Regions from separate parts of the Zea mays genome. Here region 2 is linked to region 1. Evidence: chromatin contacts called from public Hi-C data. All regions are on one chromosome and are shown on one strand. Each heading gives the region's core, a stretch centred on a gene start, on an enhancer-like site or on the middle of the called end of the contact. The rest is flanking DNA. Distances are from core to core; before and after follow the strand shown.

The links. Hi-C and Micro-C count contacts between places; a contact is called where the count stands out from the background.
Region 2: a contact with region 1 is called in a Hi-C map of endosperm, with 4 times the contacts expected there. The contact joins the promoter of LOC100383523 here to the enhancer-like site in region 1. A contact is called at or near these places in 2 of 25 Hi-C or Micro-C datasets (ear and endosperm).

What each region holds. Positions count from the first base shown.
Region 1 is chr3:213,839,200-213,845,012 of Zm-B73-REFERENCE-NAM-5.0, forward strand. No RefSeq gene overlaps it. Among protein-coding and RNA genes, the nearest start is that of LOC103651348, 64 kb to the right of the region's middle. Within about 2 kb of position 3,497, at least 18 of the 20 cell types and tissues checked have an H3K27ac peak or open chromatin away from gene starts, as enhancers often do. A contact at or near this core is called in endosperm, where this site is marked.
Region 2 is chr3:214,037,436-214,043,378 of Zm-B73-REFERENCE-NAM-5.0, forward strand. It overlaps LOC100383523 (putative AMP-dependent synthetase and ligase superfamily protein), which reads left to right and starts at 2,475. Exons shown (of 19, transcript NM_001176171.1): 1 at 2,475-2,737; 2 at 3,016-3,079; 3 at 3,218-3,307; 4 at 3,443-3,499; 5 at 3,933-3,981; 6 at 4,159-4,235; 7 at 4,620-4,659; 8 at 4,745-4,839; 9 at 5,023-5,190; 10 at 5,282-5,392. The coding sequence starts at 2,571.

The DNA of each region.
Region 1 (5,813 bases), core at 2,247-4,746:
CTGCATACAAAATCAAGAAGAGTTTCTCTTTTTTATTAAGCCGAACAGATATGACAGATACATGTGATAAAATTTCATCACTCACGTTTGAGTTGTACTATACATACATAAAGTCCATTGCACATGTTGCATATAAAGTGATTTTTTTGAAGATGTTGATCCATTCCAGATATGGCATGATCCACTTGGTCATCAAGGTATAGGGATGATGAGATAAATTACATGCAATTATATTGGTCATAATTTGCCCACAACAATTTTTTTTTCTTAAATCGAAAGATTTTATTTGCACAGTATGTGCAACTGGGAAAATGATTTTGAAACCAACACATCTTAAAATTAAAGTTGAACAACAAAAAAATCTAGGAAGAATTCAAGAAGATATTTGTGGACCAATTACACCAACTTCTGAACCATTCAGATACTTCATGGTATTGATTGACGCATCTACTCGATGGTCACATGTGTGTTAGAAAATAAACATTTGCTCAATTCTCTAGGGGGTGACACTTATCTCGCCAAGGGACATATATGCCCTTTGGCTTGCACCCCTACATGTGTATATATATAGTCTCCCTGCAATAACAAACAGTGGATGTTATTTTCATTCACTCGAACTCGTTTTCATTACACTACAACATTTCCATTCCATCGCGTGCTTGCTTAGAAAGAGAAGTTTTAAAAAAACACACCGTGCCAAGATGGCGAGGCGCCACACCATGACACGAGCCCGCTTCGTTTTTGTAATGGGACACGGCTGCGGGCCGTGGGCCGTGGGCCGTGGGCCGTGGGCCGTGGGCCGTAAGCTGGGAGCAGCGACGAGGTAGGACGACTAGGGCCTCGGCATCGCCACGGCCGGCCGGAGGACGGGAGGAGGACCCGGCACAACGCACGCAACGCATCGGGTCCGCGCGCGCGAAAGGGACGTGCGGCGGCGTCCCTTGGGCGTCGGAATGGGTCGCGGAGAGCGGCCGCGACTCCGACGAGCCCTCCTCCTTCCGGTCACGATCAGGCCTCCTCCGGTCCTCCACTGCCTGCCCCCCCCCCCCCCCCCCCCCCCCCCCCCCCCCGTGCTCTCCTGGTTTTTGTTTGTTTGTTTGTTTCCACGCACGCGCTACGGTCTGTGCATGTCCCTACCCACGGTTAGTTTTACTTGCTCCATATGATGCGCGGAAAGCAGCGCCACGGGCAAATGATGCAACGGAGACGGCGGCGGGTCTCCCCGTGGGCGCTACAGTGCACCCCGGGAGACGAGGCGAAAACTGCTGGCGGCGGGATGCGGTCGGCGTTGCCAGGTCGCGACGTACCTGACCCTTCTCCACCACGAGGGAAAACAAAAACACAGCTGCGCATGCAGTCATGACTCATGAGTGCGTTGCTCGGTTAAACGCGGCAATAATTGGAGTAGCTAGCTAGGCAGTGGGCGTCCAACCAGGAGCCTTTGACTTGGGGATGAGTAGATGACTAAAGAAAAGGGGAGCGTCGTGCCTGGCTGGGTGAGTGAGTGTCTGAGTGACAGAGTGAGAGACTGAGAGCCAGCCACGCGAAGCAAAGCGCCACTTGTCCTTCCTGCGAGCGAGGTGGTAAACTTTACTCTAACCAGGTGACATACGTGGCGCGGGGGCAGCCAGTTTCGTTTTCAGCACGGCAACAGTACCTTTCTAACGTCTCTGTCTGGGAAGAGAAAGAGTCAGAGAGAGAGCCGATCACGTTATCTCCATTTGCCGGCCATCACAGAATTCGCGAAAAGACGTGCGTCAGAACGTGTAGGAGATGCTCTTTCGTTCGAGGAGAGGGGGAAGCTGATCTGATAAGCACGGTAGTAGTACTAGCAGACGTGCACGGTAATAATAAGCTGAAGACAACTACTCCCTCCGTCCGGTTGAATTAGGCGCTCTAGCCCAAACAGTATGTCCAATGAATTTGTCGTTTTACCTCCGTCACGCCGTTCGCACTGCCGCCGCCGCTGCGTCGTTCCTCATGCGCCACATATTCTCGTTCACACCCTGATTGCGCACCATAAAGGAAGCCAAATCCCATTTCGATCTACATCAGCAGCAAGCCAGCAAAGGAGCGATTCCAGCGATCTGCATCAGCAGCCAAATCCCATTTCTTGTCTAGCAGCAAAGTCCGTCTAGAAAGCCAAATCCCATTTCTTGTCTAACAGTAACGTCCGTCTAGAAAGCTAAATCCCATTTTCAAATCGGCATCAGTAGAACCTCCGTCTAGGAAGCCAAATCCCCATTCGTGGTCATGGAGGAGCCGTCAAAGGAGAGGAGCTCGTCTAGCAAGGAGTCTGACCCGACCTGGGCATATCGATCTCCAGCCGCGATTGCTGCACGAGCTGGCAGATCCATTCGTCGCCGTCGTAACAGCAGCGTGGTCCGGCATCGTCCATACGTCCGCAAGAATTTCTCCAAGCCACGAAGAGGTGCTCTGTTGAGAGATCTTGATGAGGACGAGGTCGACTCTGGGAAATGAAAGAAGTTGGGACCTCCCCGCCCGACACCTTGAGTGGAAATGAAAGAAGACTAGGAGAGAGACGCAGCAGTCGATTGGACCACCACAGCTCCAAATGCGGAAGGGAAACCAGTAGTGCTCTGCTAGTAGAGTAGTAGCCTTGGCCTTGGAAATGTCAGCGTCCAAGTCCTCGTCGCTTTGGCCCCACCATTTTATCCACGCAAAACGCAAAGTGTGGTGAGCTTTTATTTGTTCCGGGCCAAGTCAACTTCTAGAAGGTTAGCCAGCAGACAAGCATGTAAAGACGCCTACAACCAAGCTTAAAGGCTTACTGTACACAGTAAATAACGCTTTCGTTTCCGGTTTCTGCACAGACAGGGGCGTGGCACGATCCAAATGTTTCTACTCAGTAAGTTTAGACTCTTAATTACTTTTATAGTTTTAAAAAATAAATAGTGATAAAGTTAGATTTTAATGTAATTCGATTCTTAAATTTTATAATATAAAATTTAGAGCACATTAGCGCCTCTGACTGCAGTGGCGTCGGAGACAAAAGTGGCTGCATGGAAACCCGATCGATGCCTTTTGTTTTCTGCGAACCGTGCGCTGGTGCCTCTCTGTTTCGAGCACACCGATTCTGGCCACGCGACAAGGAAAGAAAGTCCAAAGGCAAAAAGAAGAAGAAGAAGAAGAAGACGCGCTCGCTTCGTCCGCTCCCTAGCCGACGACGACTACGCGCGGGTGAAACGCCGCCGCTCGGGAGCTAATTTTTATGCGACGCGACGAGATAAGGCGATCCATCCCGACCCGTGTGTATGAGGCGAGCCGACGACGACGACGGACAAGGCAAAAAACGCCCTGCCTGAGCCGATGCCCTCCTGTGCTGCGTCTGCATGCCGCCGCTCGTTTCGTCCACAGGCAAAAAAGCCGCGCGCTGGTTTCGTCCGCGACGTAGCCGACGACTACAACGTACCCGCGGCCGCTCGGGAGCTGATTTTTATGCCACGCGACGGCGATCCGTCCCGTGCATATGAGGCGAGCCGACGGCGACGGATACTAAAGCAAAAACGCCCTGCCTGCGTTGGCACTTGACCAATAACCCACAGCTTAGGGGAAAAAATCAACGCACGACAACTGGGCCAGCTTTTATTAAGGTAGCTAGCTAGCTAGCCAACGCCGATTTGGAGTTGTTGGTATGCTGATGATCGGCTTTGTCGTTCGCTAGCTATACTTAATAACGACATATTATGCATGGAGCATGGCATGATCTCGTCACGGCTACCAGCTGCGTCTGCTCCTATAGTTCTTTCCCCCGCCTTTAACTTGTACGCGAATCTGCATGCGGTGCCAAAAGCATAGCAATTAGATTGACAAGTAAAGCTGGTCTTGCATTGGATCGCTCATCATCGGAAGGAATCTCGCTTTGTAAATTGCACAAGCAAGAGAGTGCTTGCCCTCTCTGCTGGCTGGACCTTGGTTGCCTCCAAGGGATGACCTTACACGATTAAACAGACAAAAAAAATCCGGTGTTTAAAAAAAACTCTAGCTATCAGCTGGTTGCGGCTACGACATGGCGTGCCGCGTATACAAACAATGATGACTTGTGCAGCTGTGTTGTGTGACTTTTTTTCTGTTTGGCTAACACGCCGTTCCTCTTCCATATCCGTCGTACTAGTATGTGATCGCATCGAATTTGGAGTCTTCCTCTTCATTCATTCAGATTCAGGGTCGCCGAGAGTTCACGTACGTAGATAGTAAGGCATGGGAAAAAGAAGCGCTGAACTGCGACTTGCCGCCGCATCGTTTTACTTTCTGTCTCCTTTGTTGGGAAGAGAGAAAAAAACCAAACACGAAAGCAAGAGAGCGCAACAAAGCCAGTTTGTCTGCAAAACTTAATCCCCTCCAGTTCTCCCAGTTTAACTTAGGGGGTGTTTGGGAACAAAGTTTTTCTGCAGTATTGAAGCAATACTGTAGTATTGAGCAATACTGTGGTATTATATACTTTGAGGTGTTTGGCAACTCATCTAAAATCTCTGTATACTAAACTGTAGTATTGTAAATACTGCACTTGTTTTGCAGTTTTGGAAACTTTGGTCTCAGCCAAAGTTTTTCTCTGTAAAGAGAGCGCCAGCTGGGTCCCGCTCTGGCTGATTGGTCTCAACCAAAGTTTTTCCCAAACACCTTGATGTATTGGATACTGTTGTATTCGAAAACTGAAGTATTGTAAACTGTAGTAATGTCATGACTAAAGCATGCTTTACTATTTGAAAAACTGCAGTTTGAAAAAACTGTGTTCCCAAACAGGGCCTTAGCTCCTCGACCTTGTGTAAACTATAATATCGACGAAAGTTTTATTGCTTGCTAGTGGTTGGCACACGAACCATCGGGCCATGGGACGTTCCTTTGTTGCATGACAAAGCCATTGACTTGACTGATGGAGTTGCTGCAACTGCAACTGCGAATCTCGCCATGTTATTATCGGCAGGTCCACTTACAGTGCTTCTCAGTGACCGATCTAACGATGAAACCATCCTATTAAACCAGACCATATCTGACCAAACAATCAACATTACAAGTACACACAGCAGGCAACAACAGTGTCCGTTTGCAAGCGCAGCTTCATTCAGTGCAAGCAGCAACGCAAGCCAAATTACAAAGGGTGCATTACTTCGTGATTTTTCTTCTTCTTCTTCTTCTGTTCTTCCGACCACGGATCTGCCGTCTCTGTCAGAGCACAGTTCGGGCTCCTAGGGAGAGCACGGAGAATTTCCGAGAACGCCAAGTGGGTCGCTAGGACATCAACGTCAAATCACGTGGGCTCTCCTCTCAATAAGCCGAAGACCAGATGCGAGAGGGTCGACCGATCGGGGCATATCTTTTATCTTGTGCGCATATATATATGTATTAAGATAAAACAAACGATAACAAAATATCGGAGCGAAAAAGGAAGACCCAGACTTGCAAGCCAAGGATTGGGCTGAATAAGAACAAATTAAAGCACCGGCGCGAAATCATACTGCCTCTATCATGTCGATTCTGTGGCTACTGCGATAATTATGCGACTACTTAATTCCACGCTATTAGGTGGCCGCCGGAGAGCGCTGGATCGCTTTTGCCTTTGGCTAGGCTTTTTCTCCTGTGATGGTGTCGAGAATCGCTCCGGGCCTGAAACACATGGATGCCGATCTTCAGTCCAGAGAGGCAGAAGAAGGGCATCAATGCAGACCAGCAGGGCTCCTTATCAGTGGCCAGACTAATGGCGCATCTGTGTGCACGGCTTTTGGCTTTTGTGGTGGGACCGTGGGACTCGGAGGGGAGGCGTTTTCTCGTTGCGTGCTTTCTCTGCACCTACC
Region 2 (5,943 bases), core at 1,225-3,724, 200 kb after region 1:
CATAGGTGGGGTTGGCTGGATATTAGCATGTTGTCTTTCTCCCCATTGGTTTGAGTTACGTGGTGCATTTTCATTTGCCCTATATGGGTCATAGGTTTGATCGTTTCTTTCCGGCCTCCTGGGTGGGGCCGGAAAGCTTTCCTGGGCTCTGGATCTTGAATTAATGGGTTGATGCATTGTATAGTGCGATGGGAAGTGCTGCTGGGACGGGTGAGGATTCCGGTAACAATCCTCCTCAAAAAGGTCATGTGCGGACTGTCCGGACATTGGCCCGGACCGTCCGTGATTATGTGCAGACCGTCCGTTGTTGTACGCGGACGGTCCGACTGGGTAGTTTAGATTTTGTGTCGTGTGTGGAGGTTCGGGCGCATATCTAGGTAACTCATTAAAAATCGGCCCGACTGTTGTTGGTCCGGATGGTCCGCGCTCACGTGCGGACGGTCCGGGCATGTGCAGATCGGCTGATTTGCTGCCGATTTGCGGTTGCTCAGGGTATGTGTCCATCGGCATCCCATAAAGGGGTTGTGACTGGTCGTGACAACCTGTAGCCGATGTGTTACGCGTGTTACCTCCTAACTCAACCTCGTGCGAAGGAAAATTTGTGATACTAGATTTATCAAATGCACGCACTAGTCTCTTAAGATCGCTTTGCATACCCCCTATGATGTTCTGCATTTGTTCACGCTGATCTTCTACATAATTTCTAAGAGATTGCAGATCGTTGGTATTACTTACATTGGAGATATCTGGCGTGGGTTGGAGCGAAGCCGGATCCGTCGCCCGATGTCGGACGACCTTGTTGTTCCTGTCCACTTTGAAGTTGGCCAAGAACTTTGCTTTCGCCTCCTGGATCATCCGCTCCTTGTGCTCCTCGAACTGGAGCTGCTCGTCAGCCGGCAAGGTTTCCCAAGTCGGCTCTATGATGTTGCTTGGAGAAATATCAGAGCTATCCCTTGAACCGGCCATTGAGGGCCGATTTGATGAGCTTAGATATGTCTTCCCCAGCGGAGTCGCCAAAAAGTATGTTGACGCCTTTTCGGAGCGCCAAATACCCAAGAGAACCAGCAGCGGTGTTCTTTGGTCAGGCGCGGACGGTCCGCGGCCCAGGGCCAGACGGTCCGCGACCTGGCGCGAGGCGGCGGTGCTATCTGGTCAGGCGCGGACGGTCCGCGGCGCAGGGCCGGACGGTCCGCGACCTGGTGCAGGAGCTCGGGTTCCCTGCCTGACGGCCGGACGGTCCGCGCGTGCGCAGGGGCGGCGGAAATCGCCGGCGGCGGCCTGGATCTCGCTCCCGGGAGGGACCCCGTCGGGGAGGAGAGATCCTAGGGGTTGTCTAGGCTCGGGCCGGCCGACCTAGACTCCTCCAATCGGCGTAGAGTCAAAAAGAGGCGAAGGATTTGGAGATTGAGAGGTTAAACCTAAACTAGACTAGAACTACTCCTAGGATAAAATGCGAATAAAAGTTGTATTGATTCGATTGTTGATGATTACAAATCGGCCGTAGACCTCTCTATTTATAGAGGAGGGGGGCTGGACCCTTTACACAACTGATTCCGAGCTAATCCCGCTTATATAGCTAACAACCGTAGCACAAAACTCAGAACCCTAATCTGTTCTGCGCACGCGCGGACCGTTCGGCCCACAGGCGCGGACCGTCCGGACCGCGGACTGTCCGGCCTCAGTCCGCCGGCTTATTTCTGGTTCGAACACGTTGGTTGGTCGCTCAAGCAGTCCTTCACTTCTACATTACCTATAGAATGAGTAAGAAAAGCCTGCCACCCTACGCCACGCCATGGCATCATTATTGCCGAGTTTAAATAGCCGGTCCCTTCCGTGCAGTGCCCATAGCGATACAATAGTTCTAGAACAGTGTTTGCAGTGCCTGCAACTAACAACCGTTGAAGTTGAACCGATCCTTGTCAATCTCAACGACGGTTCCATCCCCGATCAAATTCCACGCTACGCCATCACCCTCCACGAGCCAGCCCCGGCCCGCCCGTCCAGTCCACCGTGCCGTGCGGTCTGCAGTGCCGCCGCCGCGTCACTTTTGCCGTGCCACATAAACAAATCCGTCGCCGTTCGTGACGCGCTGGAGAAAGAGATCCCGTCCCGTCTGAACTCTTGTAAACCATGCGTTCTGCATGCGTCCCGTATCCTCGTCTGTTGCTGTTGGGGTCAGGTCAGTGTTGGCGGTCGCGGCACAGCACAGCACAGGCCTCCATGCAGTAACGCAATACAATACTACTGACCGCTGACTGCTGTGCTGTAGTATCGGTTCCCCGGGCCGTGTGCCTGCCGGGGAGGGGATACAAATAGTAGCGCGTGCCGTGCGTGTGACATTCTGAGTTCAGGGCCTGGGCTGCCGTTACCTTTGTTGGCGTTGGAAGTTGGACACAGCCCGCGGTACCGCACCACCGGCCCGGTTCGCGGTGCAATAAATTCGACGCGCCGCTGCCTGTGCGGCTGTGCCTGCCGCGCCGCTCGTCTCGACAGACACACGCCCACGGAGACTCGGAGAGGGAGGAGGGAGGGAGGAGGGGAGAGGCCGAGAGCACAGGGAACAGACAGACATGGTCACGGGATCCATGAAGCACCTCGTGCAGGTGGAGCCGGCAAGGGAGGCGGCGGCGGAGGGCGGGGCGCCATCGGCGGGGCCCACGTACCGATGCGCGGCCGGTGGCAACGCCGCGTCGCCGCCCGCCGTGCCGGGGCTCGAGTGCTGCTGGGACATATTCCGGTACGTCGTCCGTTTTCCGCGCGCCGCCGCGCGTGCGTCATCCTTCCTTCCTTCCCAGCCGTCCTTCTCTCGATTTTCTCCCCGCGCGCGCGCGCGCGCGTAGGCGTACAGATAGATCTGTTCTTGCCCCCCGGGATTCGCAATGCCAGGCTCCAGCCTGTGGGTTGCGCTCACCATCGATATGAACCCACCGCGATCCTCCGTAGGAACTACTCGTACTTTGTTTTCTTCCAAACCTGGTTCTGACGGGCTCGTGCGCGTCATGCGCCTCCGTGCAGCTTGTCCGTGGAGAAGTGCCCCGACAACAAGATGCTGGGCCGCCGCGAAATCGTCCACGGAAAGGTCGGTGATCGCGGCCCGCAGCCTGCTTCCATACCCGCGCCCGTGGGGGTTCCGTTCCATACCTGCGTGCATGCGGTGCTTTGGTTTTTAATGCTCTGCTGAATTCCACTGTCGCCTCTTTGTCTCACGCGTCCTCAGGCTGGCAGCTACACATGGCTGACTTACAAGCAGGTATACGACACCGTGCTCGATGTTGGGTCTGCCATCCGGAGCTGTGGCGTCGGCAAGGTATGGGCGTTTGCTTGGCTTATTGCGCGTGATCTTCCACGTTGAGAGGCTAGACCTGTTTGTTTATTTTCTACATTATTGGCCATGCTGATGTATCTATCGCTCGCTCACAGTTGCGTGTATGATTGTCTGCAGGGCGGCCGGTGTGGCATCTATGGAGCCAATTCTCCTGAGTGGGTCATCAGTATGCAGGTGCACTTATTGTACTAGCAAGCAATATCCGGAACCCAACTAGAAACATAGGATGATATTGTGTATTCAGCAGACACTGAATAAAAGAAAAGACAATTAGCCTCGTTGCTACAAGCCCTACTGATACAACTTTCTTGTTCCACCAAAGAAAAAGATGGCCAGAGCATTTAACTTTTCATAACGTGCTGGAATTTATTGGAAAGCAAAATTCTTCTTTAGTACATAGTTTTTGACTTGGTCAATTGTTTGGTCATTTTGGGGAGAACGTCTCTGGAGAAGTCTGTGTAAATTTCTGTCGATGTGGATGCCAGGATTCTACTATCTAACGAATATATTTCTGAATCCTTTTGTTTATTGACTATATCACAACTTTCACAATGCTACCCCCCCCTTTTACCATGTTGCTTATGCACTCCATTGCTTAATCGTTCAGGCCTGCAATGCCCATGGCATCTACTGTGTGCCACTATATGACACGCTTGGTAAGCTTTTTTGTTTGTACCGAACAATGAAAATTCTTCAGAATTATCATGTTCTCAAAGCAAATTGTCAAATCACAACATGTGTACACAGTCACACACGCATGCATGTTAAAGGTCCTATTTGGTAAGCTGATAACAATGGTCCACTGCATCTACTGTCAACTTTTATGGCTGTAGGTGCCGGGGCAGTAGAATTCGTATTGTGCCATGCAGAGGTACAAATTGCTTTTGTTGAGGAAAAGAAGATCGGAGAGGTATGCTTCTTGATTGGAACCATTTGATAACTTCTCTACCCTTGTCCGCATAGTAGAATTTGATGCAACTTAAAATTGTTGTTTTTTTAACCAGCTTATAAGTTGTCACTACAAAAACAAGACATGATTTTATCAACTATATCAACCCTATTAAGTTTTTCTCATATGACCTTTGTTGTGACAAAGAATGCTACAGCACGAATGTAAAAATATGATTTACATTTTTCTTATAGCGAAAAAGGTAACAAAACAATACATTATGTGTTAGTTTGATTTATTTGAATAACCCACAGTACATTGTATGTCTAACTTGCTCGATCTATCAAGAATATCTTGTGCTAGGCTCTTTGTTTGGGCATTTCAAATAATTCATTGTTTTTTCAGATGCTCAAGACATTTCCCAATGCGACCAAATATCTGAAAAGTAAGTTCGAGAAATTTTCTGGCTGTGTGGATAAGCTATAATGCAGTTGATTTGACTTACTGATAGTCATTCATTTTGTTTTAAGCACTTGTAAGCTTCGGTAAGGTTGATCCTGGGCACAAGGAAAAAGTTGAACAGAATGGCTTGTCCATCTACTCATGGGAAGAGTTTCTGCAACTGGTAAGGTTCTCCTTTCCTGACCAAATCACACATGGAATGAATAAGTGCTTAGTTACAAGAATATTAATAATGTGTTAAGGCATGTTTTTCATTTCAAATTTATACATTTTTGGGGGCATCCTTGCGAGAAATATGCCTTGATATATCAGTTAGAAAATTATTTTTTTTCTGTTCTACCAACAGGGAGGTAAAGAGAAGTTTGAACTTCCACCCAAGGAAAAGGATGACATATGTACAATAATGTACACCAGTGGAACAACTGGTGATCCTAAGGGAGTACTAATCTCGAACAAGAGCATTGTTACCATTGTTTCAGCAGTAGATGAGTTCCTCAACAACTCAAACGAGCAGGTAGGCCATTCACCCATTCATATTTTGCTTCTGTGTTTTTATCTCAATGCATCGTCTCGTCCTATAACAAGATATTGTTTTCTTCTATCAGCTTAACATGGATGACGTTTACATTTCCTATCTTCCGCTTGCTCATATATTTGACCGGGTGATTGAAGAGGTGTTCATTCGTCATGGTGCTTCAATTGGATTTTGGCGTGGGGTAAGGATACAAAATACATGTCCTACACTATTACTCACTATCTTTTTTATTAGCACAACAACAACAAAGTCTTTTAGTCCTAAGAAAATTGGAATAGCAAGAGTTGAAACCCAATAGAAACCATAGGTCAAGGTTCATACACATGAATACCTATTTTTCATGTACTCCTATTCAAGGCTAAATCTTTGGTTATATTTCATTCCTTTAAGTTTTCCTTTACTGACTCTTTCCATGTCAACTTCGTCCTTTTAATGTCTCTCTTCCTATTGCTATCGCGCTTTATAGTCCCACTACACACTGGTGCCTTTGAAGGTCCCTATTGAACATATCCAAACCATCTCAACCTGTGTTGGGCAAGCTTCAATTAGTGCTACTCTTAGCCTATCACGTATATCATCGTTCTGAACTCAATCCCTTCTTGTTTGACCACAAATACAACGCAACATACATATTTTCGCAACACTTATCTGTTGAACATGTCGTTTTTAGGTCAAATATTTTGCACCATACAATATAGGAGGTCTAATCATTGTCTTATAGACTTGTCTTTT